Regions from separate parts of the Oryzias latipes genome. Here region 1 is linked to region 2. Evidence: chromatin contacts called from public Hi-C data. All regions are on one chromosome and are shown on one strand. Each heading gives the region's core, a stretch centred on a gene start, on an enhancer-like site or on the middle of the called end of the contact. The rest is flanking DNA. Distances are from core to core; before and after follow the strand shown. Region 1 overlaps inpp5a (type I inositol 1,4,5-trisphosphate 5-phosphatase). Region 2 holds the start of inpp5a (type I inositol 1,4,5-trisphosphate 5-phosphatase).

Region 1 (3,436 bases), core at 774-3,273, 37 kb after region 2:
GATGGCTGGCCCTGGGGCCTGATGGCTGGCCCTGGGGCCTGATGGCTGGCCCTGGGGCCTGATGGCTGGCCCTGGGGCCTGATGGCTGGGCCTGGTGGCTGGCTCTAGGGCCTGGTGGCTGGCCCTGGGGCCTGTTTGCTGGCCTGATGGCTGGCCCTGATGCCTGGCTTTAGGGCCTGGTGGCTGGCCCCAAGGCCTGGCAACTCGTCACAAGGCCTGATGGCTGGGCCTGGAACCTAATGGCTCGCCCCATGGCCTGGTGGCTGGCTCCGGGGCCTGATTGCACAGCTTGTCAGGTCTACACCAGGTGTCACCTAGCACAGGAAGCACATGCAGAGGAAGGAAGAAAAAGGAGAGACAGTGAAAAATCCCTGCATTTAACATTTGACCCCCCAGCCCAGAAATGCAGCAAACCCTCCAACTCCTTCAGTAACAGAGCTAAACTTTGTGTTTTTAGTAGTTTCGTAGTTGACTGACTCAGCTGTTCTCTCTGCAGATAATCATATCTTACAATTCATGAGAAGTGATTTTTCAGAATATATTCTTGTTGTAGTGCAGAAGTGTGCAACCTTTAGTGCTATAAGGGTCAAAAGGGCCAGTTTCTTAAACACCAAAGGGGAGCGAGAGCAACACAAAATCCACTTCATTTATGTTTTTGAGGCCATTAAGCCATTCACTTATAAAACGTAAAAATATTCTAACAATAATCCACTCTGACAGTAGTTCTAAAGGGCTTATACATGCTATCCCTAAACCTTTCATAGTAAATATTATCCATGGATATGATAATATAGTACTTTTGGGACACAAAAAAACAAATTTTTTAAATTTTAAACTTTTGCAAAGATGGTTGTGCATATTGTGCAAATGAAATGAAAGGTTTTTTTTTAGATACCGCTAGCTCCATGGAGAAAGATGGTCTTTGTGTTAGTCTGGGAGCGGTGCTGACGGTGAAGACCCCTCCTGGAAGGGGTGGTTCCTCACTTTGTGATTTCACAATGTGAGAACCCACTAGTTTTCATGGATTGAGAGGGGCTGGTGCTCAGACTGCAGGTTTTTAGAGGAATACTCAGAAATACAGATTTTTTTCCGTGAGGAATGAACATTATAACACACTTTAACCTTAAAACATTGATTTTGCATGGTATAGGCCCTTAAAATATATAGAGGAACAAGAAAGACGCCTGCGGTTCCAGATCCTCAGGTTGCAGCCAGTCCTTTAAAAGGTTCTTTACTACATTTTCCTCATTTTAAACGGTAAGAACTGAATGGATGAGTTTTAGAATAGAAAAGGCGTCCTTTGATTGAAGTGGGTTTGGTTTTATGTATTATCAAAACCCTTTTTTCCACTCTGTCTTACATTAATATACAGCAGTCCCGTTTCATCCTGCGGGTTCAAAGGTTCTGCAGAGCTGTTCTGCAGTGGAGAACCGGGAGACTTCGCGGGTCGGGGAAGCATTAGCTGACCAAAAAGGACCAATCCTCCTGAACAGCTTCTGATCTCCGGCTTGTCTCTGTGAAAAAAGTTTGGACGGCAGTTTCATGTTGACGACAGTTGGTTTGTGTGATTTCAGCAGCTCCTCTGTCCCCGCCTCCACCTGTCTGATCATTTATTTAGAGAAATGGAGAGCTCCCGGGGCCCCCGCCTGCATGTTAAACAGCCGTGTTTGACATCCTCCGGCAGAGACCTGCTCACTCATGAATCCTGTTTATGAGAGTCAACACCTGCTGTGCAAATACGGCTTCTTCTTCTGCACCACCGCGTGGACAGACATGCCCCCCTCCCCAATCTCATTTCCATTTACCTTTAATCCCCCCCAGTCCACACACCCACATCATCTCTCAGCCTAGCACAACCATTGCATGCCTGCCCCCCAGGTGTTGGGTGCTGTAGTCATTTTCCAACAGACGGGGGCTGTTGTGTCGAGATGCAGGAGTGTAAACGTGAAGCATCTGCAGCCCCAGCACTGGTCTGAGATGAAGAGGAGCCTTCAGCTTCATCAGGAGGATGAGGATCAGAGGGGTCAGGAGGTTGATCACATGCTGTTTCTTTCTCTCTTCAGACCGTTCAGTCACACAAGCCTCACTTCCTGGCGTTGCACTGTCAAGAGGTGGGCGGCAAGAACTACGAGGCATCCATGTCCCACGTGGGCAGCTTTGTCAAGTAAGTGTGTCAAAGTTTGGTGTGCTTTGAATCCTCTGTGGGTCTGTTTGAAAGTGAGCGTGTTGCTCCCTCTGCTGGCCGCAGCACAGCAGCACAGAAAACTAGAGAAGCTCTTGCTTCCCGCAGTTTCTTATCTACACAAGTATTTCCACGACCTTTTCCACTGTTCAAGAACACGCTTCATTGGTTAATTGATTACTCTAAAGTTTCTCTAGGTGTGAGTGTGTGGCCCAGTGACAGACTAGTGAACTGTCCCCTTTACCCTCAAAAAGATACAGCAGGTTCAGAGAATGGATGGATGAAGGGGTGGAGAGCATTAAGTCTGTTAAAATGACAACAAGGAACTGGAAGAAGGTTTAATGAGATTTAGAGATGGACTGAAGCTGCTCTGCTGTTTGGGTGGCTGTGTGAGAGCGTCCCGTAGTTCCCCAGAGCAGACTCCTGGTGCTCCGGTGCCGAATCGTGAACAGGGAGGGGCTGCTGGTCAGCAGGCTGGGGGGCTGGAGGAGCTCTGGCTCTTAGAAGGAAGTTTTAAACTGGAGCCGGAGGAGGGCTGGCCCCACTGGGGTTATGTGTCCACTCTATTGCTTTTGAGTCCACAGTAACAGCAGGGCGGCTGTTTCTGTTCCAGAAACTCATCTGAGTTTCTGTGGAGGTTTTCTCCCTCAGTTCAAAGCGTTTTCTCTGTGGGGCCCCATGATGGACAGAAGACCTGCTCCAGGTGGACCTGCCTCTCTCTCCACTGTGGTTGTTTCCTTCAAAGAGTGTTAAGGGTGGATGTCTGGATGTGTGAATTGGTGGATGGACGATAAATGTCCTCTGTGTCCCTCAGAGAGTTGTTGTCCAGTGATGCCCTGATGGAGTACAACAGAGCTCGCGTCTACCTGGATGAGGACTACAAATCCAAGGAGCATTTCACAGTAAGTCCTTTGGTTTCATGAGGGAGATTGTGAGGGTTTTCATGTAAACTTAGAACATGTGTTGTGAGTTTGTTGCACTTGAGCCAGACTTTGCAAAAACACATTCCTCTTTGGTGTCTTTGCTGATGCTGTGCACACTTTTGACTTCTTGAATTTTGTCATTTGAGGTTCTTAAACCCCAAAGTCATGATGCAGAAGGAAGTGTCAGACAGGAAGCCTCTCTTATCAGACACAGTCATGGTCTGACATTCCACACTATGATGCAGAAAGTTGGAACACAAACACATGCTCACATGTCATACAAGCAAAAAAAAAGGAGACCAGTGGTTGACTGTAGGGGCTGCTGCATTTA
Region 2 (3,216 bases), core at 24-2,523:
GTCATACAGCTGTGCTGAGCAAAGGCCAGTCTTTGGATAAGCACGTCATTTTAAGAGGCAAAAAGAAAGACCTAGTGTCTGACCCAGGATTTGCAATTATTACCTGAATTCATTAAATAATTGTTTGTTCATAGAATTCAGAATTTTGAAAAGGACTGCTAGTTGTAGAGGATGCGCCACTGTCACCCAAATCGTTATGTCCCACATCCTTCCAAGGGAAACGATCCAGAGGTTTTTCTGAACCTGAAATAATACTGTGTGTGGTTCTTCTAGTATGGGCTGATGACGCTGAATGTATTTTGAGCAAACTCTCTGACAGGCTTTATTTGCTGCTTTGTTGGTTCATCTGTGCCCTCTCATCCCTGTCAGAAGGAAATCCGTCAGTGACAGAGTCAATTTGGACAGCGTCTTTATTTACGTAGGGATGCAACTTTGTGCCTCTGGGTTTGCATGCAACTGTTTGGGCTTGAGAAGCTCAAACAGGACGTGAAAACAAGCAGCTGAGGCCACACTGGCGTGTCCACACAAGCAAAAAGAAAAAAACTAAAAATGAAGCAGAATTATCAACAAAAAAAGAGAATCTGTGTGAAGGCCAACATACTCGTCTTTGAATAAGTTGGAGCTAAATTGTGAAGTATTTAGCTTTTGAAGCTCTTTATCCTCTCAGTATGTTACCGGGTTGCCTTCAGTGGTTTAAGACGTCCAACAGTTTAGAAACCAGTAAATTTTGTTTTGATGCCAAAAGAAGTGAAAAGCTGGAGGATTTTGCAGGTTTGACATGTGTTTTACAGCAGTGGTCCTCCAAAAGCTCCACGGAGACCTGTGGGCTCTTCATGGAGCTCAAGGGGGAGATGCTGTACAAAAATGGAAAAGTAATTCCTCAAAGATGGAAAAAAACAAAAAACAAATCCATCCTTATTCCTGCTGACTTCAGTAGGCTAGCATGTAAAGTTTCATTTTAAATGTCAAGGCTTCAGATGCTCCATAGCAGACAAAAGCAAAAAAACTGCAGTAACGTCTCAAAATATGTCAAAACTATCGTTATTTTACATTGTTACCTTACCTGTTTTTATTTTATTTTATTTTTTTCTTGCGCATTTCAAATGCTTGCTCAACCTAACTTGGTTTGTATATAAAAATAAAGATTGTCATAGTCTTATTTTTGAACCACAGTGAGGGGACACGAACACGCGCGTGCTTTTGCTCACGGCGCGCGGGTCCTTTAAGAAGAGCCGCGTTTCCATCGGTGACGTCACAGAGCGCAGCAGAACCCCAGCCTATCGCTTGTCATCGGCGAAGGCGATGGTCCTGGAAAAGCGTCCTGCCTCGGGAGGGGGAGTTTCACGGCGCTCAAAAGACACGGACACGCAGCGATGAAGCGGCTCTCCGTGGATTAAACCGCCCCCCCCCCCCCGTGGCTCTGAGCGCGGGAAGCCGCAGCTGAAGCTCCGCGCGGAAGAATATGCTCCAGCTGAGCCGCAGCAGCCCCTCCAGCCGCAGCCTGCCCTCCTCCTGCTAAACATCCTCCAGAGACAGCCCGCAGGCTCCGCACGCCCCGCACGCTCTGCGGCTCCTCCGCGTCCGCCACACGCAAACTTCGCTCCGCGACCCCCCCGGCAGAGGGATGGCGGGGAAGCCGGCCGCCGCGCAGGGCTACGGGATCCTGCTGGTGACAGCCAACGTTGGATCTCTGTTCGAGGATGTGAGTGCTCCCCCCTCTCCCCCTCTTCCCCCTGTCTTCACCTGATGCTGAACGAGCTCTCAGCTGGTCACGACTCCAGCGTCTGTCCGCGTGCAGCCTCTGAACCGTTATAGTAGCGCGCGCGCGTCCTGTCGTTATTCCGCGTGCTTCAGTGTTGTCCCGACGACGCCCGAAACTTCCTGCTGCCCCCCGGAAGGTCTTCCAGGAAAACCCCTGGTTTACGTCAAACATCTGGATAGGAGATCTGTGCAGCATGTCACGCGGCGTGTCACGCAGATCCTCCTGAAATCGCAAAGGTCCTTCATGTCTGCGGGGTGATGCAGGGGGTGTGGGTTCTGCCCCTGGTCAGGGTGGTGCGGGGGGGCAGCTACTGTCACCGTGAGAAGGTTCCTCCCAAACATCAGGGGGCTTCTTCCTGCTGAGAGTGCCTAAAATAGACGCTGCTCACCAGCTCCGCGCGGGGGGGGAGGGGGGGGCATGTTTGTGTTTTTCTTCCTTGAGGACATTCCTCACACACAGATGCATGCTCCCTCTCCCCCCTGCTCCCCCCAGCCATGGCTGCAGGTTGAATGAGGTCTTTCACTGGTCCTGCTGTTGGTTCCATCTCCAGACCAGCTCTGACCTCAGAGGGGAGGAGGGTGCTGCTGCCCCTGGGGGGTCAGCGGTAGCAGGAAGGTGAGAAGTGAGGACATGTGTTCCCTCCTCATCGGCTGCTTGGGAGGAAAAAAACCCCATCAGTGCGTCTGTTCCTGGTTCAGTTCTGCTCCAGAACGTTCTGCTGGTTTACAGCTTTGAGCTGAGTTCCACAGATCGGTGATGCTGCTCCAATGTTCCTTCTTTAGCCCAGACTTTCTTCTGTTCTTGACTTCTAGGCTCTTTATGAGTCAAGTTTCTCCTGTATTCACTGTTTAAGCAGAATATTGGATCCACCAAACAAACGTGGAGATGCACGGGTGCAGACCCTGCATGAATGGGACAACATGGGAACTCTGCATTTTTCTAGTTCTTGGAGAGAAACCCATTGGAAACATTCTTCAAAAATATCTTCTGCTGCAAATGTTTAGACTCTTTATTGAATCATTAGAACTTATCGTCTCTTTCAAAATTGCTGTTGTATTTCTGTTGCGTTCTGATGAGGAATGAGAGAAAACCTGTGCATGACCTATTATACCTGTGTGAAAATGTCACTTTTGGGAAGGTTGTTTCTACGTGTGAAAGGTGAATTCTGGACCTCAGCTTTTCCATCAGTGGAACTGCAGACAACAGGCAGAAGTTGGACTCGCCGCCCGCCGTCAGCCGTGTGGCGCTGAACACCAGAACCTCTCCTGCTGCTTCCTGTCATGCCGTGTGATCTGCTGAAGCCGTCAGACGGTCTTGTTGATTTTCACGGTGGTTTTCTGTTGGGCTGATTTTCTCTGCTCCTCTTCATCCATCAGAGATTGTTGCGTATTTGTGGAGGAAGATGCGGCGCCGATGGCGAGCCCCTGTTGCTGTGTGTCAGGTCCGTGCTGTGT

Evidence for each region. A called contact is a pair of places that touch in the nucleus more often than the background predicts.
Region 1: a contact with region 2 is called in a Hi-C map of fibroblasts, with 2.0 times the contacts expected there. The contact joins the enhancer-like site here to the promoter of inpp5a in region 2. A contact is called at or near these places in 2 of 5 Hi-C or Micro-C datasets (fibroblasts and gastrula embryo).

What each region holds. Positions count from the first base shown.
Region 1 is chr15:2,079,493-2,082,928 of ASM223467v1, forward strand. inpp5a (type I inositol 1,4,5-trisphosphate 5-phosphatase) reads left to right here. Exons shown (of 16, transcript XM_020709239.2): 3 at 2,064-2,164; 4 at 2,997-3,084. Among protein-coding and RNA genes, the nearest start is that of inpp5a, 37 kb to the left of the region's middle. Within about 2 kb of position 2,024, at least 3 of the 8 cell types and tissues checked have an H3K27ac peak or open chromatin away from gene starts, as enhancers often do.
Region 2 is chr15:2,042,791-2,046,006 of ASM223467v1, forward strand. inpp5a (type I inositol 1,4,5-trisphosphate 5-phosphatase) reads left to right here and starts at 1,274. Exons shown (of 16, transcript XM_020709239.2): 1 at 1,274-1,702. The coding sequence starts at 1,625.